Regions from separate parts of the Mus musculus genome. Here region 1 is linked to region 2. Evidence: chromatin contacts called from public HiChIP or PLAC-seq data. All regions are on one chromosome and are shown on one strand. Each heading gives the region's core, a stretch centred on a gene start, on an enhancer-like site or on the middle of the called end of the contact. The rest is flanking DNA. Distances are from core to core; before and after follow the strand shown.

What was found. HiChIP or PLAC-seq counts read pairs in DNA pulled down with a chosen protein or histone mark.
Region 1: a contact with region 2 is called in a FOXA1 HiChIP or PLAC-seq map of pancreatic cancer cells. The contact joins two enhancer-like sites. A contact is called at or near these places in 2 of 39 promoter capture datasets (embryonic stem cells and stem cell-derived epiblast-like cells) and 2 of 115 datasets of contacts at active chromatin or transcription factors (extraembryonic endoderm stem cells and pancreatic cancer cells).

What each region holds. Positions count from the first base shown.
Region 1 is chr3:122,119,971-122,125,024 of GRCm38.p6, forward strand. Abca4 (ATP-binding cassette, sub-family A (ABC1), member 4) reads left to right here. Exons shown (of 50, transcript NM_007378.1): 18 at 60-149; 19 at 1,661-1,835; 20 at 3,589-3,720. The region is part of intron 2 of Gm40138 (a long non-coding RNA gene); the gene reads right to left. Among named protein-coding and RNA genes, the nearest start is that of Gm40138, 3.9 kb to the right of the region's middle. Within about 2 kb of position 2,426, at least 175 of the 459 cell types and tissues checked have an H3K27ac peak or open chromatin away from gene starts, as enhancers often do. A contact at or near this core is called in pancreatic cancer cells, where this site is marked.
Region 2 is chr3:121,732,246-121,737,742 of GRCm38.p6, forward strand. F3 (coagulation factor III) reads left to right here. Exons shown (of 6, transcript NM_010171.3): 5 at 136-295; 6 at 1,861-2,807. The coding sequence ends at 1,994. Among named protein-coding and RNA genes, the nearest start is that of F3, 11 kb to the left of the region's middle. Within about 2 kb of position 4,101, at least 126 of the 459 cell types and tissues checked have an H3K27ac peak or open chromatin away from gene starts, as enhancers often do. A contact at or near this core is called in pancreatic cancer cells, where this site is marked.

The sequences.
Region 1 (5,054 bases), core at 1,176-3,675, 390 kb after region 2:
GCCCCTCCTCTTCTCTCCTGTCTCTCCTGAAGAGTAACGTTGGCGTCTGGTTGGTTCAGGTTGTTCGACCAGAGAAGAAAGGGCTCTGGAAAAGACTGAACCCTTAACAGAGGAGATGGAGGATCCAGAGCACCCAGAAGGAATGAATGGTAACCCCCCAAGACCCCCCACCCCCATCCCAAAAGACAGCAGAACGGAACGGAAAGCTTCAGTAGTGCCAGAGCCAAACCACAAGACGAGCAACATGAAGGAGGCCAGGAAGCTGACTCCCTTTCTTGACTGGTGTTAAATCTCATGTCCAGCTGCACACGAGGGGAATGAATGGTCCAACCCAGACATTAGTGCATATTTCCTGGAGAAAGCAGATCCCAGGTCTGTAGTGTGTTTGTGCCCTTGTTAGGCAAATCCCAAGGGAATCGCACAAATGTGCTGACTTCCGAGGATTTAGTCAGAACAATGACTTGGGTCACTGGGACTTGAAGCGGATATGAGCTACAAGGAAAGACAAAAATAAGTTCCGTAAGGGGAAAGAGCCTAGCAGAGCTGACTGCACTTCACTCAAGGTTTACAAACCCAGAGCCCATTCACTGCAAGCATCAAAAGCCTTTCCTGGTGGTGGAAGTTACCTAATCACGCCCGGGCTGATGGGCAGGGTACATAAGACTCCTTTCCCTGGCCTTTGCTGCTTTGTCCTCACTCTTGAACTAATTCTCCTAATGTTTCTCATCCCTGACTGTATGCATGGCTTGGGTTTAGAGAGGCACACAGACTCCGATTTAGCCTGATGTTGGCACGAGAGGGTCCAGCTTCTAGGCGCCCCTCAGGTACCACTTTGCAAAGCTGATGTTGGAGACCTGAATCCTCACAGAGCTGGTTTGCAGGCTAAAGTAACTCTAGAAGATCCTCCTCCCAGAGTGGTATGATAAGGTTCCATTTCAGCTTTAGTTGTGGCCAGGAGACACAGGCAGACAATGCAACGGGAGTTGGGGACAGAGCAAGGGACCATTAGTTAATTAGACTTAATACTCTGACAGTAATCTTGACTCTATAAGTGAACTTCGGAAAAGATGCTGTGGTGGGGGGTGGGGGGTCACGGGGAGGGGGAGAGTAGGTTGGTTGATACTGGAAAGGGCACGGAGCATGGGGAGGAAGGAGTTACGATGAGGAAGAGTAGGTTGTCCTGGCTTGAGGAGTCAGGGCTGGTGCCAGAAACCTATGAAGATCCGATAGACTGAGCCTTGAAGCAAAGACGGAACTCGGGGTTAACTCAATAATAGACAGGAGCTATTTCAGATGGGTATGGACCCTGGGCCCATACTTGCCACTTGTACACCATGTAGCCTTGATAGAACACTTGATGTCTCTCAGTCTTGGGCTTTCTAACCTATTGAAAAGAGCCTAGTTATATCTACCTATAGGACTATATGTGTGAAGTGAGGGATTTGTTGGGAAACATTGGAAACAGTGCCTAACTCACAGTAAGTGTGAAATCTATGGCCAGTGCAACTATGACTACTCCTGTTTTGATCTTCTTCACAAAGCTGCAGCCACATGGGCAGGTGAAGTTACAGCCAGAGCACAGGTCTGAAGGAAGCAGTGTGTTCATGAAGCACGGCGTCATTAACATGTGGTGTTTCTACAATGTGTTTTTCCCTCCAAGACTCCTTTTTTGAACGCGAGCTTCCAGGGCTGGTGCCTGGTGTGTGTGTGAAGAACCTGGTGAAGGTTTTTGAGCCCAGTGGCCGGCCAGCTGTGGACCGTCTGAACATCACTTTCTATGAGAACCAAATCACGGCGTTCCTGGGTCACAACGGAGCGGGAAAGACCACCACCTTGTGAGTTCTCTGCCAGAGAGGCTGTCTCCCATCCTATCATTCCCCGGCTTCATTCTCTCTCCCCAATAACTCCACTCTGTTCTTCCTTACTGAATTTCGGTGGAAACATATACACTCACACACACCTCCCACGGTGAGGATAAAAAGCCGTGGCTGCCCATGTCCCCGGGCTATTTTTATGTAGCACTCCGTTTCCTACCAATTAATAATTAGGATGCTTTAGTGCTGGTGTGGGACCTCTGATGGGATGGCTACCTTTCTGAGAAAGTGTAGGGAGAACAGTGAAGTAGACTCGCTGCCTGGCAGAAGGCCAAGGGCAGGAAGCTTTGAGGCTCTGGGTGGACTCCTCCATCCATCCTTTAGTTCTGGAAGGGGTGCGAGCGCCACCTGCTGAGAACAGGCAGTCAGGGCTCCGGTGCAGACCTCCGATGGGCCGATGGGCCGGTGGAGGAGGGGTAGGGGTCAACAAGCCATGTGACAGCAGCCATCAAATCCTTGGCTTGCAGAGCCCCGGGAAGGAACAGCAGTGTACACCCTGCTCCGGAATGTGCTCCCGGGCCTTTCAATGGGAATGGAATGCGGGGCTGGTGCCATTGGGCTTGGTACTGTTTCCCTCTAGTGGTTGATCAACATTTCAGCTTCGAAGTACAGGTTCAGATAGCATGCGATTTTATCAGAACTTGGGACAGAACTGGGCGTGGCATCCTAAGGCTATCTCCTTGCTAACTCACGTGGTGGGAGGACAGGAAACTCCATTCGAGACCCCAGGACCTCTAGAAGACAAACACATTACTTCACTCAGTGCAGAAACTAAACTTCCACTGGGGTCGGAACACAAGCGCTGTCCTAATGCTGGGAATAGCATAACATTTTAAGTTTCACTTTGTGCTGGGGCCTGTTTTTGTTTTGTTTTGTTTTTCAAGCATGTTCGATTCACTTAACTTAGACAACTACCCAAGCAGGTGGGAGACATGTTTTGTATAATTGAAGAAAGAAAAGAGAAATCACAACATTGTTCACATTTTTACATTTGGAATTCCCAAACGAATTTGTTTGTGTTAGCCAGTCAGCAGACAGGCTGCCCAGCTTCTCACTGGCATCAACTGAGCTTTGGAGAGTCACCAACCCTGCTTCTCCACTGTCAAGGGCTGCACGCCCAGGCAAAGCAGTGGGGCTGGGTCCTAAATCCCTTTAACTGACCACAACTGTGACTACGACAGTGGCCACAATGGCTGGCCACATCAATAGCCACGGAGCAACCACTATGACAGACCTTCACGGTGGACACTACCGCTGACCACAGAGTAAAACAACAGTGAACACTGTAGCTGACCACATCCGTGAATATCACTCTGACAGACAGTCATAATGGGCACCACAACTGACCACCACAGTGGCCATCCAGTGGGCACTACAACTGACCGCTGCAATGATGGCTGGGTGATGATGGGGTGGGGTGTCTGAGTCTGGGAATCCCCGAGGCTCTTGATACTGGCCCAGGAACACTTGGAAATAAAAAGTAGAGAAAGAAGGCCCTTGTGGTCTAGGCACTAGGACTTGAAGCAAGGCACTGGTGCTAAGTAAACCCTGTGTGGAAATGTTCTGGGCCCCTCAGCTACATCAGGTTTGAGTTTGATAGAGAGATAGGGCAGGTGTCACTACAAGCATCCTTCTGACCCTGTATGGGGTTACCCTCATCCCCTGGTGAGTTCTAACAACCATCTCTTCTGCCACTTAACCCTGTGTTCGGCAGGTCCATCCTGACAGGACTGTTGCCACCGACGTCAGGAACTGTGCTCATTGGGGGAAAAGACATTGAAACCAACCTGGATGTAGTACGGCAGAGCCTGGGCATGTGTCCACAACACAACATCCTGTTTCATCAGTAAGTGAGCTGGAGTTGAGATACTCCTGGGCAGGGGTGGGGCTCATTGGAAGAGCACTTGCCTGGCCCATCCATCACCCTGGGTTCTGCCCCCAGCACCACAGGAAAACAAAATATCTGTCAGAAACCCCTGTTGTATACTGGCTGGTTTCATGTCAACTTGACACAAGCTAGAGCCACTGGAGAAGAGGGAGCCTCACCTGAGAAAATGCCTCCGTAAGATCAGGCTACAGGCAAGCCTGTGGGGCATTTTATTCATTAGTGATCGATGGGAGAGGGAACAGCCCATTGTGGGTGGTGCCATCCCTGGGCTGGTGGTCCTGAGTTCTATAAGAAAGCAAGCTGAGCATGTGTCCTTCTTACCGGTTGGGACATCTTCTGGATATATGCCCAGGAGAGGTATTTCGGGATCTTCCGGTAGTACTATGTCCAATTTTCTGAGGAACCCCCAGACTGATTTCCAGAGTGGTTGTACAAGCTTGCAATCCCACCAACAATGGAAACAATCACCCATGGAAGGAGTTACAGAGACAAAGTTTGGAGCTGAGACAAAAGGATGGACCATCAAGAGACTGCCATATCCAGGGATCCATCCCATAATTAGCCTCCAAACGATGACATCATTGCATACACTAGCAAGCATTTGGTGCAAGGACCGTGATATAGCCGTCTCTTGTGAGACTAGGCCGGGGCCTAACAAACACAGAAGTGGATGCTCACAGTCAACTATTGGATGGATCACAGGGCCCCCAATGGAGGAGCTAGAGAAAGTATCCAAGGAGCTAAAGAGATCTGCAACCCTGTAGGTGTAACAACATTATGAACTAACCAGTACCCCGGAGCTCTTGACTCTAGCTGCATATGTATCAAAATATGGCCTAGTCGGCCATCACTGGAAAGAGAGGCACACTGGACAGGCAAACTTTATATGCCCCAGTACAGGGGAACGCCAGGGCCAAAAAATGGGAATGGGTGGGTAAGGGAGTGGTGGGGAGGGTGTGGGAGGCTTTTGGGATAGCATTGGAAATGTAATTGAGGAAAATACGTAATTAAAAAAAAATAAGAGGAGAAAAAAAAAAAGCAAGCTGAGCAAGCCAGTAAGCAGCTCCCTCCATGGCCTCATGGCCTCTGCATCAGCTCCTGCCTCCAGGTTCCTGCCCTGCTTGAGTTCCTGTCCTGATTTTCTTTGATGATGAAGTGTAAGCCAAATAAACCCTTTCCTCCCCAAATAGCTTTGGTCATGGTGTTTCATCCGAGCAATAGTAGCACTAAGACACCTGTATCCTGTTCTCCAATGCCCCCCCCCCAACACACACACACACACACACACACAC
Region 2 (5,497 bases), core at 2,851-5,350:
TGTCTTTTTAGCAGTCATCAGGGGTTACCGATGTGCCAAGTGACTTCTAATCCCTCGTGCGTCAATGATGTCTGCATGGACTTAGAGCCCTGGTTTTGCTTTTCTCGGTGATTTGAGAACTCTATCTTTTCACAGAAAACAAACATTACAAACACCAATGAATTCTCGATTGATGTGGAAGAAGGAGTAAGCTACTGCTTTTTTGTACAAGCTATGATTTTCTCCAGGAAAACTAACCAAAATAGCCCAGGAAGCAGTACAGTGTGCACCGAGCAATGGAAGAGTTTCCTGGGAGGTGAGTGGCCATGGCTGTCAGTGCCCTGGGAGGCTCGGCTGCCCCCACATCAAAGCCAACATGTATCTCTTAGTTTCAAACATTCAGAAATGAGCTTAGGGTGTCTTAGAATGTCTTTTTGGATTCTTCATTCTCTTTGGGGGCATTTAGGAATGATTTCACATTGTTCCCTTGGTCACTTCCCTGGGCACTTGCAATGGGCCAGGTTCTATAGGGTACTGAGCATGCAGATTACAGACTTTAGAACTTAGGTACCAAGTCACAGCCTTCTCTGCCTGTTTTTCCTACTGACATGATCTGAGGGGCCTGGGCCCAGGGGAGGAGTAGTTTCTGGACCAGCTAGTTTCTGGAATGGCAGATATTTCAGTGCACCTATGATGGACTGTTGGTACAGGAGCTGTGTGTGTGTGTGTGTGTGTGTGTGTGTGTGTGTGTGTGTGTGCATGAATACACTCTCTGGGTATTCAGTGTTGTGACTAAAAGCTCTGGGCCCCACAGAGAAGGGGCTCTGCTGTCAGAGGAGACGACTAAGGGGGCAGTAGCTATGGCCTGGCTCTGTTAGAGCTTCAAGTCATTATGCCAACTAGGCCAGACTCGGGAAGACAAATGCCACATCTTCCTCTTATATGTGGAAAGCTAGATTAAATGTATGTACATGTATGTATTTATATATGTATGTAGTGGGGTCATGAAACTAGAAAGGAGACCATGGGAGAGAAGGAAGAAATGTAAAGGGGAAGGGTTAATAAAATAGAAGTACTGAAAAGAGGCGGGGGATGGAGGAACTATCTAGGGAAAGAAACCAGAAAGAGACCAAGGGGCATGGGGGCCAGGAATGAATGAGAACAAAGTCTAATTGCATGTTCTTCATAAAAAATACCATAATTAAACACATTACTTTGTATGCTGGCCTAAAAATAACTTTTTTAAATGCAATAATATGTTTAAGTATTCTGCCTTCTTGCCTCTGTTAACAGAAAGTTCTCTTTCCATTGGAGCCCATTCCCACTCTGGGCTAGCCAGCTCCTTAGCCACAAGCCTCACTATTCCCTTCCCTAAGCCCTACACTATCTAGTTCTGATGCCCCAGGCTCTGCCTGTTTCCCTGCTTCATCTCTTAACCCAATAGATCCTCTGGGGTACTGACTACCCCAGCCAACTACTGTCTCTTCGTCTCCACCATCAGCACTGTGCCCCCTCCTTCTCTGTCTTTCCCATTTATCTTCTGTTATAATCTCTGCCACCAAACTCAGGGTCGTTTTTTGGACTACATTTCCAACATGTGTTCTTCCATCCATCTCCCGTGGCTCCTTTCTAGTCCAGGAACCTTGGGTAGCTCATTTAATGCTGTAGCCACTGTCAGTTTCTCTCAAGCGTATGAGGTCAGATAAATTCTTAATCAAAGAATGAGAGAAAGAGTGGAAGAAATAAATGTCGGGTTTCAAAAAGGCGGGACGGTATGATTTGGGGTCACGCCCACCGGCAAGTGGCGTTCGAGCCTCCATGTTGACTTTACATCTTTGATTTATTTTTTTGTTTGTTTGTTTGTCTGTTTTTGCTTTTCAGAAACACTCATCATTGTGGGAGCAGTGGTGCTCCTGGCCACCATCTTTATCATCCTCCTGTCCATATCTCTGTGCAAGCGCAGAAAGAACCGAGCGGGACAGAAAGGGAAGAACACCCCGTCGCGCTTGGCATAGAGGAAAGGCTGAAGCCGCTAACGCTCACACTGCCTGCACGGCACTGTTGCGGAGAGCTCTGATGGGAACTGTGCAACATGGAGCGTGGAGCCTGCCGATCCTAGCTCAGAGAGGCTGCCTTCATGGCCTGTTACTCCAGCTAACGCTTTGATTCCAACACTAGCATTTGTCACGTTAGGACGAACTGAAACGGTACAAACTGGTTAACACTACAGCGCCTTTTGCACAAATGCTTTAGATTGTATGGTCTACACTCAGGAAGACACTAGGTCACCCAGGCAAAGCCAGTGGACAGATGCCTTTCATATAACCTGGGTGGGCTTTTGGAAAATCTTTGAGAAGTTGATTTCATAGGCTGTAGAACAGTAAAGTGGGAACTGGGCGGACTTTTCTAACAGTCGTACTTTTATAAAGCGGTATTTGGGTGTTTTTTCCCTCGAATAGGTACTTTTGGAAGTTCAAAGCAAGTGGCAAACTTTCATATAAACATGTTAAATGCAGGATATTTCTGCTTGGGGCATCTTTGTGATTTGTACTTTCCTACAATTTAGCACTTTAACTGACAATGATGGGGTTTAAACATTTGACAGCCAACTCTATTTTTATACGACTACTATACAAAGAAACTACATATAGTTTTATGATTTAAGGTACTTAGAAATGTTTATGGTTAACATTGTATATATTTACATAAAATTTAAAGGTTTTGTATATGGGATTTTCTATTTATATAGCTTCTATTTGTATATTTTGAGATAATTTATTTAATATACTTTTATATAAATAAAGGTGATTGGGAATTGAGACAATCGCATTTATATCTTCCACTTATTATTTACTTCTTGGTTTTCACATTAGGTGACTCCGTTGCTGTAACAATTGACCTTATCAGTCTTAGTGGCTTACAACAATATATACTTTTCGCTTAGACTACGTGTTTGTGAGTGTTGGTAGGTGGTAGCTCCTAATGGTGTCTTCTCATTACAAGGCCCGAAACAAAGCAGGGGTCTCTATTGGATCAGAGCAAAGGTGAACACACACACACACACATGCACGCGCGCACACACACACACACACACACACACACACACACACACATACATGCGTACACCCCCCCCCCCCCAAAGCACAACCATACCAAGGCAAACAAAACAAAACAGCAAAACAGGCTGCTACACCTTCCTTTTTTTTTAGTTTTTCGAGACAGGGTTTCTCTCTGTATAGCCCTGGCTGTCCTAGAACTCTCTCTGTAGACCAGGCTGGCCTCGAACTCAGAAGTCCGCCTGCCTCTGCCTCTCCAGTGCTGGGATTAAAGGCGTGTGCCACCACGCCCGGCTACACCTTCCATGTTTAAGCCACTTTTTAAAAATGACTTTTTGATTATAATTACATCACTTCCCCCCTTCCCTTTCCTCCCTGCAGTCCCTCCCTCGTAATCCCTGCCCTTTGACCCTTAGACTCATTCGAATTCATAGTCTTAACACTTCCACCGAATACTTTGGTTCACCAGTCAAGCAAGTCACGTGACTAAGCCTGATAAACCTAGCCTACTGAGAGAGACCATCTAGTACAGACTTAGGGTTCTCCCCAGTCACTCACTTGCATTTTGGAGGAGGCTCAAAGAAAAAGAGACCTGCCTTTGATTTTGTTGTTGTTGTTGATAAAAATTGGAAGGATCAAGTTAGACCTCATGTGAGGAAACTAAGCACAAGGACTCGGTCATGCTGAGTTGACTCAGTGACTTCTAAAACGGAGAAACGGAGCGAGTCCTTCAGAGGCAGCAAAAGTCTACACTGCGCAGAAAGAAGATCTGAACTGAATGATGGTGTTCTGAGCTGGCTGCCAGGCAAACCTGCTCTTGCTTCCCTCCCTCTGTGCAAGGCTGGGGAGTTGCCAGTGGCCCTCTTAACTGGTCGGTTTTGTTTACTCAATAACAAATGCGCTCCATCTGCCCCGCTGCGGGCACCAGTGCAGCTTTTGATACCACAGCGACCAGTGTGTGTGGTGGAGTCCCAAAGAGAAAGGACAAGCATGTGTCCTTGTCCTCAGAGAGGGGCCTTACGCCTTATCTTGAGTCCCTGCTCACATGACTTATCCAGGACAAAGAGCTCGGTGTAGCACACGAAGGGCAAAGTTGGCTACAGGAGCTCATGACTGACCTTGCCTTCCTCTGCCAGGAATAATTATAGCATTATGTAATCCCCTAGCTTCATAATCTAAGGAATTTGAATTATCTGCAGACTGAAAGCAGGTCTGGATGTAACAAGGTAGAGCAGGAGGAAGTCGTTATAGATGCGGTGTAGCGGTGCTGCGGGAATCAGAAGGTTCCACTCCCAGCGTTAACCATTGCACACAGGCCCCCTCTCTCCTTGTTGTGGACATGAGACAGCTGCTCCTAAATCAACACAACGGGTTCTGCAGCCGAACTGCTGCCCTCTAGTGGGCCGAACTGAACGTCTCCCTCCCTGTGCTGGAGCCTATCAAGCATACTATATTAATTACTAAACAGAACTCGAAAGCTCTCTACAGATACATTTTCCATCTTAAATTACTGTTTGGCATATATGTAAGAGACTCTTTTTGAACTCTGAGTCAGAGCAACTCTCTCTTAAACAATCATCTTGCTCCCTTAGGGAAAACTCATTTCTGAATGCCCTTCCTATGAGCTCCTGGATTTAACACGTACTCTTTAACACATTCTCTTCCCCCAACTGTTGCCTCGCTGTTTCTTTTTTTCTTTATTATAATCTTGGCTTTAATAGAGTGGGATCAATCCTATTTAAGGAGAGGCTCCCGCAAATGACCAGTATGCACATTTGTTTAACATAGCAGGAGCCCTCACTTAATCACACACAAAAGGATGCTCTGACTGGGTGCTGCACACAGATGATCTGTAGAGCAAAATGAGAAGACAAGTTGGGGACGTGACAGACTCCTGGAATACACTTCACCCAAAGCCCCCACCACTGGAAACCCAACTAATTATTTTAGCAAGCTGGAGCTGGGTTTTCTGTTCCCTGTGATCAAGCCTTCTGTCCTTTGTAGTTAAAAAGAAATACCCAAACTAACATTGTATTATGAAAGTCAAGCATAAAGAAAGAAGCCAGCTATGGTGGTTTGAATGAGAACGGCCCCCATAGGCTCATATGTTCAAGTGCATGGTTCCCAGCTGGTGGCATTATTTGGGAAAGATTGGCCATGGTGGGTGTGGCCTTGTTGGAGTTTGTTGCTGCTGGTGGACTTTGAGGCTGAAAAGTCCATTCCATTCCTCTCTCTCTCTCTCTCTCTCTCTCTCTCTCTCTCTCTCTCTCTCTCTCTCTCCCTCCCTCCCCCTCCCCCTCCCCCTCCCCCCTCCATAACAGTTACTCTGGCATTAGGTCCAAGCCCATGGCCAAGCGCCACCTAGTGTACATGCTTTAAGCCTGCAACATCTAACAAATTATGATGCCTTCCAAATATGCACTGTAGCCCCAACTTCTTTAAAAGTTCACAGCTGTCCTGCA